2 separate regions of the Mus musculus genome follow, and region 1 is linked to region 2. A link is a contact called in public promoter capture Hi-C data. All regions are on one chromosome and are shown on one strand. The core of a region is the stretch at or near the end of the contact, and the rest is flanking DNA. Distances in the headings are between cores, read along the strand shown. Region 1 holds the start of Myocd (myocardin). Region 2 holds the start of Elac2 (elaC ribonuclease Z 2).

Region 1 (3,563 bases), core at 533-3,032, 290 kb after region 2:
TAAAATAGTGCAAACAGTTTTCCCTCTCCACCATATTTCAGCTGAGGAATTCCTTGATAAGTCTGTTTTGCAAGCCCACTATCAAGAACATCACCAAATCCTTTTAGAAATGATCCAGCAGCCTCTCCCTGTCCCTCCGTCTACCCCATTAAACTGCACGGGAGCAGTTGAAATAAACTCAGCTTTATGCAAAAACAAAAATGACATCCTTGCTCCCTCAGAAAGGTGGCAGTATTGCCTTGTGGTTTTGAGCAAATTACCAAGCATGTGAGGTCTCTGATGAACAAACTAACCACCTCACCTCAACATGGAAAGGACAAACGTGCATGGCTGACCCCGGTGGCTAGTGGTTAGGAGACACACCCCAGGCCTCCAGAGGCACTGTGGCTCCTGGCCACTTCAGCTCTTAAGTTTTCAACTTGCCTCACTAAACAATCCTTCAAGAAATCCCCAGAGTGTCCCATCCACACCTAAGGATCAGGAACAACTGAGGTGGTTACAGAGGCTCCTTATGGCCCATCACCCACTGTGCACAATTTCTGAGCCACTCATTTCAAGACAAACAGTTGAGTAGCTCCTTCAGAAGGACCAAGGGAATTGACAGAGTGAGTGGCACCAGCATCAGCCAGCACCTGTTACATGGAAGGCTCACACCAGAGCTATCCACCAAAATGTTCGTTCTTAGAAGGTGCCCTGCCATCATTGAATGGCCCTGTTACCACTGTTATAAAAGCAAGAATGGGCAAAGCTAGGTAGCCCTTCCAGGATGCGAACGAGGGAACACAATCCTGCGTCTTCTGTAGGCCCCCACGTACCCTTTCCTTATACTCACCTCTCCTGAGTGTCCCTCCAGAAGTTTCTCTGTGTGCCACTAACACAACAATTTTAGGGAAAATTGTCCATTTATAAATATCAGATGGTTTGGGAAAAAATATTTGTGGCGCTGGTTTTTTTCCCCCATGGTGATGTCATTTAAAAATTCTTGGTGTGCTCCAAATTCGCTATTTTTACTTCCTCCAAGTGACTTTTTTGGGAAATACATTTGTTTGGATTAGCTACATGTTAAGTGACCCCTAGACGTCTCACAGTCCTAGGCACATTGTCTCAGCGGTTGTAACTGATAACGCGCCCACTCTATAACTTCAGATCCTGGAGTTGCCCATTTCAACACAGTTCCTTTTGGGTCGTCCCCTTAAAAATGTCTATTTACCGATAAAGGAAAATATAGTAAAATAAAGTAAAACATTGGATTATTCGTAAACAAAACTCAAACTTAACACAGGTCAAAGGGAAGACATTTGAAGGCATTCAGTCAAACACAGTGTTCATTTTGGGGAAACAGAGGGAAGGCCGCCACCTCAGGCCCGAAGCATTCATTGTAAAGCAGTTGAGTGGTAGAGATGAAAAGTTTAAGGAGTGCTGAACGCCTTACTCTACCTGATCGGAACTTCCTTCTAATCAGCAAAGAGTGTTCAGACCCCAGGAGTGTCATGGTGAGTCTCAGCAAGCCGCTGGTCGTTGGCCAGGCGCCCCGCTTTCCACCAGAAACTGGCTCCCGGGAGCCCAGAGGACAGCAGCTAACAACCCAGAATTCATCCAACTCTTGGGGAGCTCCCTTGGGTAGGAGGACGCACAGTGGCCGCCAGTGTCCCCAGAAAACTGGCGCCTCCCCCCTCGCCGCTCGCGAGGCTAATTAACTCCCAGCAGGCAGGACCCTCCTCCTCTGAGGGTGGCCGGGAACAGCCGCATCCTAGGCGTTCCTGGCTGATGTCATAGGCTGCCAGCGGTCGCGGAGTACCGCCACCACGCCTTTATGAAGGTCCCAAGTTTGCTATCTGATCCTCTTTACTACTGACAGGAGATCAGCCAATCAGGAGCGGTGAGCGGGGCCTGGGGACCAGACGCGGCCCCAGGAGTCTTAACAGCCGGCTCTTAACTCTTTGCAGAATAGTGCGCCAAGGCTGCTTGCCCAGGCGGGAGTCTCTGCACTGGCACCCCTAAATCGGATGCCCGAAGGCTGCAGGCGGCGCCCGGCGTGCAGGTGGCGCCTGGCGACGGTAGGAGTGTATCTGCTTGTCCTAGGTGTGCATGTCCCTGGTGTCCCCAGCTTACTGCAGGGCTCTGGAAGGTACATCTCCAGAACGCGCTGGAGCCTGGGCCAAGAAGCTGGGTTGGCTTGCAACTCCCGGGAGCACCCGCTTCCCCTCTGTATCCGAGCGGTGGTGCTTCAGGAGACCGATGCCTGGAGCAGCTACTGAGCGGCTGAAGAAGTGGCAGAAAGTCTTTCCCTGTGGTTGGATGTTCTCTTTGGATTCACAAAAAGTTTGTGTCTGGGGACTGAGCCCAGAGTGCGATTGGTGCAAAAGTTGAGCGTACTATTGAGCACTCAACAGGGTAGGATTCGGTGGCCTGGGCAAGCCAGATCGGAAAAGTGCAGAGGTTTTTCACGTCCCTTTCATAGTGGGAAAGGGACCCAAAGAGGCGCTGAGGATGCGCGTCTCTGGGGTGCCTGGGGTGACAGGGTCCCACGTGCATCATTAAGTACAACACATGTTCTAAGACAAAGATTTAGATAGTTGGAAAAAAAACATTGAACTGCATACATACAACACACAATTTGCCACTATTTGCAACTTTATATGCACGTGAGCTCCCAGATACAATTCTTTACATCTCCCCTTTTGTCTCAAAGCTGTGAATTCTTGAAGAGAATGACAATGACAGGTGGAGGCCTAATGTAACAATATCTGTTAGGGACTAATCTCTGCCCTGATCCGGGGTCTTCTGCCTCTATCAACTGTTGCTGAAGACACCCTAGGGTGCCCAGACCTTCCTTTTTCCCATTCTCTGGGTTGCACCAATGCACTTGAATCTTGGAATTCGTTTTCTGAGATAGGTAATGCTCCTCCTCACTAAATCAGAGAGGAGGTGGAGCCCTGCTACTCAACTTCCTCTTGTGAATAGGGTTGGGCAGTACGAGCCTACAACAGGCTGCCTCCTGTGGTAGCCTGGCAGTGGTTGTGCATTCCACAAGCAGTGCTGAACTGGGCTGTTCCTGTGGGAACAGATCACAGCCGCTTTAATGGCTTACATCAATCCCGATTCATTACCTTGCAGGTTTGAAGGCTGGGAGTCAGAAACTGGTCTCACTGAGTTAAAAAAAAAAAATCAAGGTGTTGGCAGAACTGTGTTCCCTTCTGGAAGCTCATGAAGAGACTCCATTTCCTTTCCCTTTCCAACTACTAGAGGCCACCCATGTTCCTTGGCTTCCAGCCTGTTCTTCCATCTCCCAAAACAGAAATTGTGGGTCAAGTTCTTATTACATCTTATCAGTCTAGCTCCTCCCTCCCCACCTTCTGCATCTCTCTCTGAGTTAACCTTACTTTAAGGAAAAACTCTGTCAGGCTAGCTGATGATGAATCCTTATTCCCACTTGCTATGCAATGTAACATAATTGCAGATGCCTGAACTTGGAAGTGAAGGGGAAGATGTTGTATTGTGTGTTACATAGAGAAGGTCTCTCTCGTCCCAGCTCATCAAAGAAGAGAAACACAACAGAGGAA
Region 2 (3,601 bases), core at 915-3,414:
TGTGTGTGTGTGTGTGTGTGTGTGTGTGTGTGTGTGTGGTAAAAGCTTTAGGGGCTTAAACTAAAATGGCAGCCACTATCTTATAAAGCTCAAGATATTCAAGATTTCATAAATGTGATTTCCCTAATCTTAATCCTAACTAGCCCCAAGCAAGTGTAATTCTTCTTGTTCTTGGCTGGGTAATAGTATGTTACAACCTTTCCTTTCCTTAAAAGATGTTCAGTTATCTGGGGTTTCCCTGCCGCTCACTGGTATGATTACTTCAAGTAGGATGGTAATTGTCACAGAGCCAGTTTCATATTCAGTGAGGCTCTCCAGTAAACACCACGCCACATTCCTCAAGTGTGCTTTCTGAATTTCTAGAGGATTCAACGGAGAGCTCTGTTGTGGAGAAACCCTCAAGAGCCTCTGAAATGGTAGTAGGCCTTTTTCTCAAATGACCCACACTGGGACACGGAATGTTACAGTGACTCGCACATAGTCATCCTCTCAGTCTGCCCTCCCTCTTTCTCTGCTAGCCTAGATCCACTAAGGACCCCAGGCTGGGCTTGACCTCAGGGGAGCCATCATTCCTGGATGTTACTGTTTTGAAATGTATATGGATGTTTTTTGTGAATGTATGTTTGTACTTCAGGTGCCTAACTGATACCTGCTAAGGTCAGAAGATGTGAGTTTCTGTGGGAATGGAGTCTCAGAAGATAACTTGTGAGTCACCATGTAGGTGCTGGCAACAGAAACTCCGACCTCTCAAAAATAGTGATCTTGAACTATGATCGATCCATTTGGTCTCAGCATTAAAAAAAAAAAAAAGTGTGTGTGTCTTCCTGCCCATCCACCCAAGTTGGGAAAGGGTCTCATGTAGCCCCAGGTTCACCTCCAACTCACTATCTTGATTGTCCAGCTCCAGCCTCAGAGCCACCTGACAGTCCAGCCTCAGACATCTGACAGTCTCCCTGAATACTTGTTTAAATACATTTCCTGCAGGTGGCAACATTTTCTTCTCCATAAATTTCTATTATTTATTCTGCGTATCTCTTTAGTGCCACTCAAAGCACCGACCATCAAAGGGCCTTTAGCCAACCAAGCATGCCAAATACGACTCTGGCAGGCCTTGGCTTCACCGCCATACCCTCCATCTTGCTAAAAATCATTAGATTACATCCATAAAGCTAGACACCAAGGTCTATTCCCTTATTTGACCATTTTCTCCTCTTGAGGCTGACCACTAAGGTCCAGCTAACAAAGCACTGAAGTCCAGCCCCTTGAAAAGCCCCCTTTGGCTTATGTAATTAATATACACAATCAAAACAAACCAACTTATCCTAACATCGGATTTTTTTTTTAACCTTTATGAACTGTTATTTGCCTATGGGTCGGTCTCCTCCCTATCCAGAGGCAGCCCTTCGTGTTTCGGGTGCAAATACTCCTCTCTCCTCTCTCTTGACCCTTTTCTCTTCGTCCTAGTCTCTATCTTCTTTCTTTGTCTCTTATTCACTGCCTTTTGTCTCTCTGGGGAAAATAAATCTCCTTTGTTCTGAGAACTTGGTCTTGGGGTGTCCTAAGTCGACTTTCGAGGTCCCCACAGCCATGTTAATTCTAAATATCTCCCAAAGATAAGCACTGTTAAACTATTTCCGTCTTGAAGTAAGGAATGCAAGGCAGAGAGGACCGGCTCATAACAGCAATAAGACGCAACACTACGAAGTTTACTTAGTCTTTTCATCTCTATTCTCACGCCAAAACAAAGAATATCATCTGAAATGTGTTCTTATGGTGGAAATCAAATTAGCCAGATCTATCTCCCATGAGATCGTCACCATCATCATAAGCAAGAACAATGCAAACTTGGAATACTTTTGTCGAAGGGCAGAGCTCCTGACAGAAGACGATGAACCTGAAAAAGACTCAGTCCTTTCCCAGTAATGCCTTTCGAGTACTTGCACTCTCAGAAGTCCCGCTTCCGCCAAGTGACAGTAACCGGAAAACGTCAACAGGGAAAGCCGGAACCGGTGAGGGGGGCGGGGCCTCCGGCGACGCTCTAGCTTTCGCTTACTCTACGTCCACCTTGATTGACAGACTCCGAGCTCCAAGGCTCGTTACGATTGGATGCGGAGCTTTGGATGGGCGGGCAGCTAGCGCGGCGGCGCGCTGATTGGTCAGTTCCGCCATGCGGTGGAGGGGCGGTGCTTGTGGCGGCGTGAGGGGTCTGGCTGCCTTGTCAGCCTGGTGTGGTCGGGTGCATGTGGGCGCTCCGCTCACTGTTGCGTCCCCTTGGCCTGCGCACCATGTCGCAGGGTTCGGCTCGTCGGCCGCGGCCATCCAAAGACCCACTGCGACACCTGCGTACGCGGGAGAAGCGCGGCCCGGGTCCCGGGGGCCCGAACACCGTGTACCTGCAGGTGGTGGCGGCGGGCGGCCGGGACGCGGGGGCTGCTCTCTATGTCTTCTCGGAATACAACAGGTCAGAGTGGGCCGACAGCCCTGGGGGATTGGCCCCAGCGCCACGTGCTCGGGAGGCCTCCTGTCCAATCCTGTATATATCCCTTACCTCCCTTAGTCAGCATGGCTTTCAGGTATCCGGGCAAAACTTCCCGTGCCCCGACTCTCACCATCACCATCCCAAAGCGGGGGCCTCACCGTGAGTGTGTGGGCTAGACCGGTTTCATAAGTCGATGGGGAAAGACATCACTCCCCATTGATCTATACCAAACTACACTCTTCCGTCACTAACCAAAGAGGGCTCAAAACCTACTAGGCAGTATGAGAACCCTGTCATTTATGTCGCTGTATCTACAGTAAAGCATTTTACAGAGTATACTTGTAAGTACAGTAATGTTCCTCCTGTAGGTACCTTTTTAACTGCGGAGAAGGCGTCCAACGACTTATGCAGGAACACAAGTGAGTCAACTCCTGGCTTCTGGGGTGGAGATGATTATGGGCTTGAAAGCTGAGGTGAGAGGCAGATGAGACTTCTCAGCAGACACGGTCTCTGGTCGTCTTTGTTTCATCTGGCTGAAATGTATGTTTTTTTCTTAGACTGAAAGTCGCTCGCTTGGACAACATCTTTCTGACTCGGATGCATTGGTCAAATGTTGGGGGGTTGTGTGGTGAGTATGTGTTTGGAGGTCAGGGGCCGGTGGGAAGTTTCTGGGGGCTTAACATGGCTTGCAGCTCATTTGTTCATCTTCCTAGCCCAGGGGAGATAGAATTCCTGGTACACTAGCTTAGTCAGCTTGAGTAGGGGGTGTGAAAACCTAGACTCGGAAAAGTAGGCCTTGATATGGTTACAACCTCCACCTGGACCACAGATTTAACAACAGAGTGCTGTGGTGGGTGCTGATCAGACTCTGCAGCTGGATTCAGACACATACTGTCATCCAGACTGTGTGGCTGCCAGATTTTGAAAGCATAGTAGTATGGGCAGAGGAGAGAATGAGGTAGTGGACTGTGCCCTCCTCCCCCTTGCATAGCAGACCCTGCTCTGATGCATGGTTAGATCAATGCTAACATTATTTTCTCTTTATGTATTGTATAGTTGCTTATACCCTAGAACAGGGACACGTAGGTAAATAACTAGTATAGCCAGAAGCACCCCACCACC

Evidence for each region. Promoter capture Hi-C pulls out the DNA fragments that hold promoters and counts their contacts.
Region 1: a promoter capture Hi-C map of hippocampal neurons shows a contact between it and region 2, with 1.9 times the contacts expected there. The contact joins the promoter of Myocd here to the promoter of Elac2 in region 2. A contact is called at or near these places in 2 of 39 promoter capture datasets (the 3T3-L1 cell line and hippocampal neurons).

The regions. Positions count from the first base shown.
Region 1 is chr11:65,268,207-65,271,769 of GRCm38.p6, forward strand. Myocd (myocardin) reads right to left here and starts at 1,783. Exons shown (of 13, transcript NM_146386.3): 1 at 1,438-1,783. The coding sequence starts at 1,492. It overlaps Gm30586 (a long non-coding RNA gene), which reads left to right and starts at 1,719. Exons shown (of 3, transcript XR_001780238.2): 1 at 1,719-2,057.
Region 2 is chr11:64,976,871-64,980,471 of GRCm38.p6, forward strand. Elac2 (elaC ribonuclease Z 2) reads left to right here and starts at 2,165. Exons shown (of 24, transcript NM_001362983.1): 1 at 2,165-2,461; 2 at 2,848-2,898; 3 at 3,037-3,107. The coding sequence starts at 2,241.